2 separate regions of the Triticum aestivum genome follow, and region 2 is linked to region 1. Evidence: chromatin contacts called from public Hi-C data. All regions are on one chromosome and are shown on one strand. The core of a region is the stretch at or near the end of the contact, and the rest is flanking DNA. Distances in the headings are between cores, read along the strand shown. Region 1 holds the start of LOC123111923 (putative 1-phosphatidylinositol-3-phosphate 5-kinase FAB1C). Region 2 has its middle 87 kb from the start of LOC123116149.

What was found. Hi-C and Micro-C count contacts between places; a contact is called where the count stands out from the background.
Region 2: a contact with region 1 is called in a Hi-C map of leaf, with 7 times the contacts expected there. The contact joins the enhancer-like site here to the promoter of LOC123111923 in region 1. A contact is called at or near these places in 4 of 5 Hi-C or Micro-C datasets (leaf and an unstated tissue).

The regions. Positions count from the first base shown.
Region 1 is chr5B:374,248,866-374,253,428 of IWGSC CS RefSeq v2.1, forward strand. LOC123111923 (putative 1-phosphatidylinositol-3-phosphate 5-kinase FAB1C) reads right to left here and starts at 2,354. Exons shown (of 11, transcript XM_044532804.1): 1 at 2,155-2,354; 2 at 1,156-1,869; 3 at 917-1,070; 4 at 494-835; 5 at 1-300. The coding sequence starts at 1,745.
Region 2 is chr5B:374,439,941-374,444,503 of IWGSC CS RefSeq v2.1, forward strand. No RefSeq gene overlaps it. Among protein-coding and RNA genes, the nearest start is that of LOC123116149, 87 kb to the left of the region's middle. Within about 2 kb of position 2,146, at least 1 of the 8 cell types and tissues checked has an H3K27ac peak or open chromatin away from gene starts, as enhancers often do.

The DNA of each region.
Region 1 (4,563 bases), core at 1,104-3,603:
CGGTGATGCAGAAATACCATCAAACATTTGCGTGATGGCAGCAGTCTGTGGGCATTTCTCTTCCGCAGCTCTGAGACTATCAGTAGTATCACGATCAGCAGACTTAGCAGAAATGTGATCTGTATTGGTCCATGCTTGTTGTGCACCCATTGCAGTTACTGAAAGAACTTGTGGAATTGTTGCGCCCTCATCAGCAAGGAATGATGTCTCGAGGGACAGATGATAAGCAGCAAACACTGCCAGTTGCATTGCATGCTTAATCTTCTTCAATTCTTCTCGACAATCTCCTCTTAGTAGAACCTAAATAAAAGCATTGCACGTTTAGCTTGCAGAATGGTTCTGGAATAATGTATGAGTAAGCAATTCAAGAACAGTTCCAAAGTACGTATATAAGATCAACAGTTGAGTACATCATATGATAGGAGAAGTGAAAATAAATGCCAACAAACCATTTTATTATTCCAATCAAGTATCTTCACAAAGGGATAATTACCGTGCAACCCAGGCGCTTCAGACAGCCTTCAAAAAACATCAGCGTTTTCGGTGTTGGTCTCTTCTCTGCATGTCCTGATGCAAATGATTCCAGAACCTTTTCCACCTTGAACATGTCACATTGCCCTAGCCTTGCTGAAGCAATGTTATCAATTGACGAGGCAATCTGACCGCCCGTGCATTTTGATATTCTCTCCAAAAGTGTCCTCTTTACATTCAGAACTAATGAGATATCTTTCGCTAAGAGCTCCTGGGCATAAGATGAGACGCTCTTCTCAACTATCAGCACATTAGGTTTCCTAGACTCAATCTTTCCAACAACAGTTCGTAGATATTCCTTTTCCTACAGATAGAACATTTGTCAGCAAGACTGTAAACAACTAAACATCATACTTCAATTTCAAAAACACGCAGAGACACAAACCTGTTCGAGTATAGTTCCAATTGATGCTAACTTATTAGAAGCTTTCTGGTACTCAAGTGCACCTCCTAAAATGAGCAATTTGGCATTACTGTACTCTGAGACCATGCGTTTGTGTTTTACATTCTTGGAGCAAACAATTCCTCTTATAAAATTGCTGCAATCAACGGGTTATCAATAAGTACCAAATTATGATCAGTAGAAGCATGCAATGCGTAGAAACAACAGAAGTGAGCACAAACCTATCAGTTGGGTTCCCAGATGCTATGCACTTGATCTTCACATAATCACTAGGATCCATGCTGCCGCCTTTCTTGGTGTCAGGTTTCACAAAGTAAGCGGCTTGCCATGCTAACGAGGACACAATATCGAGCCAGATTTTGGAATCCTTCTCACTGGCCAACCCAACACCTTCCGCCTTCAGTAACTGTGCAACTAGAGCTTGAAAATGCCTAAATAGATCCTTCTGAACACTCTCTTGGTGGGACCCACAATTGATATTGCTGACACCAGTTGCTCTATTAGTTTTAGCACTGAAACAACTTGGGGCAAAAGTGTTGTTGGAATCCCCAATTTCATCATCGTCGTCATCGAATCCAAATAACCTCGATTCAGCATCATCAATCTCATCTTCAGGCGGTGGTGGGCACCAAATATTATCACCAAAGTCGAAGATACAGGATGGCACATGGCTTGCTTTGCTGTTCTCAGCTATGCTAACATCAGCCAGGTCATGAGCATCATCTGAGTCGATTGCTGCAATTGCACCATTATCAGAAGCATCATTCTGCCTCGCCGCACAAGTAGGACTCTCTGTGGGGCTTGGGGTCATCGATCTGTATGTTGAGTTACTAACACTAACACTAGAATCTGTATCTGAAAAGTCATTTAAGAAGTAAGTCCCTGGGGCTAAAAACTGGACCCTGGGTTCATGAGCCTCCTCGTCGTCCGCTTGCCTGCATCAAAAATTATTCAGAACTCGTCAACAGTGGTCAGAGCTAGACAACCTACCTCTACTCAAGCTATCAGCGTCCATCAACCACTACTTCCAAAGAAAGAGGGGCGATAATTAAAGCCATTCTAAGTCAATTGACCAGACATTTTGCACTTATTAGAAGGCAACGGAAGTAAATAATAACTGATTTACTAGTTCACTTCCATATCATTAGGAGTACTACTATAGTTTAGTGTTAGGAACCAATTAATTTTGCACTGCAGATAGAGACAGAGATTTCCGTTACCTAATATCGCGGTCTGGAGGAGGGGAGCGCGGCGCCACGTCGCCTTTGCTCCTGGATCTCGCCTCGGGCGCCCGCAGCGGCGTCGTGGGCGGCTCAGCAGGCGACGCCGGGCTGTTTGGCCGCCCGGGCGGGCCGCCGCCATGACCCACCGATCGGCGGCGTCGCGTCTCTATGCGCGCGAGTGCGTCCCCATCGGTGCTCCCAAAGCCACCGTTCACCTCCCCACCAACGCGCGCGGAACTAACTGGTGTGCCCAGGCCCTGGGGGGCGGGGGCGGGGGCGGTCGGAGATGGAGCGGGGCTCCGGCGAGGAGGCGGTGGAGCGGGGATTCAGCCAATGCGGGAGCGGCGGGCGGCGGCCAGAGGATCGGGGCCGGAGAAGCGCGGCTTGGTTGCAGATTTGGGAGGTTTGGAGGGGTGGGAAACGCGTGCGTTGGCGAGAGCTTGGGGGAGAGAGCAGGGGAAGGCGGGCGGCGGCGGCGAAGCGGCGGTGCTTATTATACGGATATGGAGATTGGGAGGGAGATTTGAGAGTGAATACTAGTAGGAAAGTGACGCCGTAAAATGGGGACTCTAACGGCGAGGGGAGGCTGCGTGCGCTGTCGAAACCCCGTTTTCTCCTTTCGGTCTCGCCTTGTGTACGGTGGATATCTATATAGGAGTACCTATAAAGGATGGATGATTATTGATCCAAGGAAATATGGAATGGATGTGGATGTAATCTTATCTGTAGCACTTAATGATGGCCATTTTTTGCTCTCTTCTATTTTGGCAATTATTAACACCCGCGGTTGTAAAATAATTGATTGCCTACTATATTTTAAAAATAGAGTGTGATCGTGCGGAACCAGGTCTTATGACTCGCTTCGCACCACACGACTGTCCATGCAACACGTGTGTTCTACACACACGTGTAAGTGGATGGTACTTAAAATGAAATGAAATAAAAATATATTTGCAATTGTTGATAATGGGATATAATGCCCGGTTTTAAGTATACTTATTTCACATTCAGTTTTGAAGGAGAAAGCTTGAGAAAGATCAATGAAAATCTCTCGTAAAGTAAGATATGCCTTACAATTCATGACAGATATAAAAAAAATCTTGTAAAAATGGATGGGGAGAGTAAATGGTGATTATTGACGGTAAGGAAAATAAGATAAAGATAAACATAACCTTATCTATAACACTCGTCATTGCTTGTTATTGACTGTAATTGTAAAAGCTTGCACAATGTGAGGAAAGTGAATTGGATGGAATTTTTTATCTATGTCTTAATAATGGGACATTATTAATGGCAGATTATGCATATTTTGATGTAAGAGTACTTTATTTGCTTATATACTTCGTATTTGTTATCAATGCACTCAATGCACATGTTTGAATTCGGATACTTGAGGAAGTATATATAATATAAGAATACTTTAATATTACAAGATAACATTAAATACTCAATCTATATGGGCACAATCCTTGAGATGCTACTTTGACCATTGTTTATGATTTATATAGTTGTTATAAGATACTTAAATTCAAGAGAAAAAATATGGATAGTGTTTGCCTAGCATGTTAATTATTTGTCAAAGCTAGACAAGATTTGGTTATAGTTTACTGTGAAATCGTTCATTTTATAATGTAGATAGTGACACCATGTGTTGACTTTAAGAATAAACTTTTAACTAGGGGGTATTCTTAGTAGTGTGGTTGGATCGTCGTACACTCGACAAAGTGACACGACGATGTTCTTAAAATAGGTTCAGCTGCCTCGAGGGAGCACGTCCTATGTCTTGTGGGAGGGTCGTTGAGAGTGGTGCATGGGGCACGGGACACTACAAGTGTGGCCATTTCCGGAGTCACACGACTCGCGACTAGTCCGAGCCTTAGCAGGGCCCTATGACTCCGGGCTCTCGGCTTTTGTTTGCCCTCCTGAAGGGATTGGAAGGGGTGAGTAACCCTCCACTTGAATCTACCCAAGTAAGAGTGAGTGAATTACATGTGTATGGGGAGGGGGGTTTATAGAGCCTAGGTGTCCTTGATGAATGACCAAGACTGCCCTTGAAGTAAGGAGGTGGAACGGTAGAACAAGGTGATTTTTCTTCGTTAGCCCATGTGCTCCTTATTGGGATAGGAGGTGGGTTGTGGCCCATTAGGGGGGGGGGGATCCGTACAATAGAAAAGGCTTGCTTGGGCATGTGTCGGGCCTGTTTCCGGAATAAATCACAAAATAGCCCCAAGTCACACTAGCCCCAAGGTCAGAACAACCAGTGGACTCCCTTGTTATATATAACCAGTACAAACATAATATTACATCGGGTTGAGCCAGAGTGTGATACGTCCATTTTGCATCATGTTTTCCTACTATTATTTATAATGTTTTTATGCATAATAACACTTTTTGGAGTAATTCAAA
Region 2 (4,563 bases), core at 896-3,395, 190 kb after region 1:
CGTCGTGGTCGATGTGGACGCCGCGGCGACACTCCTCCTAGTGGTCTAACGCAAACCAGCCCTCCCAGTTGGGGGAGTCTGGCGTGTAGGCACGCATCGCCCGCTCCGGCGTAAGGAGCTCGCGCTGCCGGCGAATCTCCTCCACGTGCGCCCACGTCGATCGCAGCGCTGCCAGAGTGGGGATGTGTTGCGGGTCTAGATGCCAGCCATGTGGCAGTTTCACATCCAGATACTGCATGGGCTGGCGGTACTACACGTGCCACCGCGCCTGATGGACTGGTATGTACAGCCGCTCTCGCTCTCGCGGTGGCGTGTCACGTCTTCCCGGTGGTGGAGGAGGAGGGAGCCCGCGGGAGGAGCTTGTGCCGGTGCTGGACCTCCCCTTCCCGCTGAAGAAGCACATGGCTTGCTTGCTAGGGTTTCGGGCTGGCTGGCTAGGGTTTTCTGGTCGCCTGCGAGGGAGCAAAGGTGACCAGATATGGACGGGAAGTGAATGAGGTCGGCCCCGTCGCACGCTTCCATTAAAAAGGACGGGCATGTGGCCCTTCCGCATATTGTCAGGTGGGCCCTCGATAGGGTAGCCGCGTTAAGTACGACCACGTGCGGTGGTTGGCCGTCGGACATGTGAGGCTGCGGCGAACACCGAGGGAACGCAAGGCACGTCCGCTTTCAAAGGAGACGCGTTTTGAATTTGGGTCACCGCTTTGAGCCGGTGTTTTTATCCGCCGCGACCTAAACGGACATGGACGGACGAAATGTGTCGTCGAGTTGGAGTTCTCTTAGAACACCTTCTATTTGTAAACGGAGGGAGTACTGTTTACATCTAGATTTGTCTCTTTTTTTTTTTGAAGTGAGATTTGTCTTTTTTGTTGTCCATAGGGAAGGTTTTATTCCGTTGTCGTGAGATAGCGGTAGCTAGCGCGTTGGATTGTACGAATTTGTTGTTGACACACACGGGAAACAAATATTTTTATCGTGAGTACTAGTATACTCAGGAGCGCACGTCGTTGCCTCCATTAAAAATTGTGAGGGATCTAGATCGCATGCACATGCACGTTTTCCCCGCACCAGATCCAGTTGAGCTCCGCTTGTGACCGACGTGTCTGCCTCAGCGGTAATGGTGCGGCGATCATGTAACGACAGAATCATAGAAATACATACAAATAACCAATACAAGTAGTAGTATATTGTACGTATATTATGTATTACTACTAATTGTGTCCGCCTGTCTGTACTCTGTACCTCTGACCTGCTGCAGCTTCTATCCTGCTTCCTACTCTGTCTTTCGGTATAGGTACTCTGCACACAAGAAGCTCAAGTTGAGGCCAGGTGCATCGGTGGACAACTGCAGATCAGCAGGCTCAACTTGCTATCACGCGTCTTAAGTACCGTGAAAGAAAGAAAGAAAAATCAATTATTGGCTGTCAGTTATCAGTATTATCTTGTACTCTCTCTGTAAACTAATATAAGAATGTTTAGATCACTATTTTAGTATTCTAAACGCTTTTATATTAGTTTACGGAGGGAGTAGAACTGAAGAGAGTTTATAGCATTTCGAAGGAAAACGAGGATTTATCCCCTCCGAGCGAATACTTGTTTTCCCTCCGTTCAAAATTACGTGTCGCAGAAATTGATGTATTTTAGTTTAGATATATTCATTTTCATCCGTTTCAACGAAAATGATAACGGAACGGAAGGAGTATTATGGAAGATGTATGATCCAAAAGCTCTTTATCTCTTGCCCGCTGTCCCGTGTTCTCCCCACACGCCATTTAAAGGCAGAGGTGATTGCAACTCTGAGCGCTTTTACTTCTTGTGATTGAGCCATCAGCCTCATCTTTAGCAGCTCCCCTGCTTTCGTTAACTTATGGCTGAAAGTTCCTTAACGAGCAAGATTCACATGTGCTGAGTCGACGCTTGCCATGGCTAGGCTAGCCATGGGAGAACATCAGCTGTGTGTCACGAGGACTTTAGCTGGCTAGCGGACCCCATTTGTTTCAGAGATTTGTTTGTGCGCTAAGTTGATCGTTGGCTGGCATAAGATTACATTTGCTGCTATCGGCCGCCGCAGTTTTGAAGTGTGTCTGAAGTGAACCCTAGGGCTAGATTCGAAGAGGTTAAAGAGGGACAAGACTTTAGCAGGCTGAACCCCGTAACTTTGCTGTTACCGGCCGCTGCAATTTAGAAGTTGAAGCGTTGACAATCTGACTTTTGCTAGACTTCACATCAGTGAAACTCTTACAAGTCCAAGCTGGGACATGAAAGGAGCTAAAATAATATGTCTACACATATTTCTTGCAACAAAAAGGTTAAAAAAGAATTAGCAAAAAAGCCATACGTTTCTTCAACTGCATATTATTCGAACGGATAAATACCATTTTTCCTCAGAGAACCACGTATTTTTATGCACAATAAACGGCCCAATCTTACGAACAGATCGAGTCCACCTGGCCTAACAGCCCAGTTGACGGCTTTTACTCTTGAAATCGGGCCTTATTATTTAATATATATTTTTTATATTTTTTCTTTCATTGTATAGATGCTCATTTCTTTTTCCTATATCATTATTTTTCTTACTTTGTTCTTCTCCCCCTTTTCATTTGTAAAAATACATTTGTCTTGTGTACGTATGTATATAATTTTTAAGTACACCATGAACATTTTCTAATACATGGTGAATATGTTTTCTTGAAACACCATCAATACTTTTTTAAACACGAAGAACATTTTTTGATTATTTTTTATGGGAAATTTTCGATATATTCATCTTCAATCACGGCAGTACATCGAACACCAGAAATAATAAAAAATAGATCACACAGCGAAGACTACAAGAATTGAAGCGAGCAAAAGGCGCGGTGCCGTCAAGGCCCCTCCCTCGCCGGAGTCGGGCACAACTTGTTCTAGTAAATAGTCGGGAAGACGTCGTGCTAAGGTCCCATAGGACCGACACACCAGAATAGCAAAGAAAAACATTATAATATGAAGATTCGGCAATGAAAAGAAGATTAGATCTGAAGGATATAATATGAAGATACATGAGCAAAGACAAATAATGACTGAATCCGACCAGACCACCGAAGGCAACCACCGACCAAATCCCGCGAGATCCGCCGGAGACACGCCTCTACGCACCTTCTGACGATCTAGACGCATCACCGGGACGAGGCTAGACGGGGAGAACTTTATTTCATCTTCAGGGAGCCGACAACGTATCGTATTCCTAAGTAGGACACAAACATTATAACAAGAGTTAAAGAAAGACCTAAAAACGGATCCCTTCCGCCGGTAAGGGCTGGGGTCCACTGCGCACCCATGGCCATAAGGTCATAGGAGATGTGGCACATCGGCGGTGCAGCCGACGGAAGGCTGAAACCCTAGCCACCTTTCCTTAGGAGGAAAGATGTAGGAAGGAGCTTTATTTGGAACATTTTTAGAATTGATGGTAACCATTGTTTAAAATGTATATGTGCTTTTTTATAAAAATATTACGTGTCTTCTAAGTTGCGTATATGTCCATATAAGTATCAAACTTTTATAAATCTAAGCGTTTATGCTACAAAAACGACTGGACAAACCAGAGCAAATAAAGAATACCAGGGGAAACGCTAAAAACTGCACTGTAGAAGCGCTCGGGAAGAAACAGCGCAACGCCAAACTGAGCGTCATATATAATCTTTCTCATTTTAGTTGGCCTGGGAGCGGAAAATACAAAGGAGAATCTGGGTACCAGCGCATCTTATATGCAAAAAAAAAGGTAATTCAAAAAAAGTTCAAAAAAATCCTGAAACTTCTTTGATATCAAACATGATCAAATATTGTAGTCATATAAAAAGATTCGTCAGAGAAAGACTTTTGTTGTATCCTGGGTCGAAGATTCGGTAAAAGAACGCTATATACAAGTACTATACACGCTATATTATCGTCATAAACTTTTCTTTTTTGTCCTGAAGTCAAAATGAATCATTTCTTGTCCAAACATTTTATACGAGTAGAATATATAATCATGTTTGATTTTAAAAAAAATCATAATCTTTTGAATTTTTTTTGAATACTAATTTTTTTAGCGCATATAGAGTGCGCCAGAACCCGAGAGCACCAAGTTCCCGTTTGCCAGGGAGCTCCCTGCGTTAGAAACACACAAGAAGTATGCGATCGGCCGGTCCATTTGACAGGCTCTCTGGAGACCAAAGGTCTTAGAATAGAGAATAATTAGTTGACAAGCGCTTCTTCGGGAGCTTCACGACGATCAGCGTCACTTGGCGTGCTCTTAGCCGCCCGTCACGTATCGTGCTTTGGATGCTCCCTCCAGATTTTATTTTTATTTTATTTTTCCGCACAAGTTTTCAGCTTTTCAAACGATTTTTTGGGAAGTTTTTTGACGTTTTGGTGTTTCACTGGTCTTTCTTAGCTTTTGGGTCAAAAAATATTTTTTGCACGATAAAATGTGTTTTCTTCATGAGAGTCACGGTTTTGCTTCCGCGAGAGGCGCAGTTTTGCTTTCGCCAGAGTCACGACCATGCCTCTCGAAAACAGAAAAAATGTGTTTTCTATTTCTTTTTC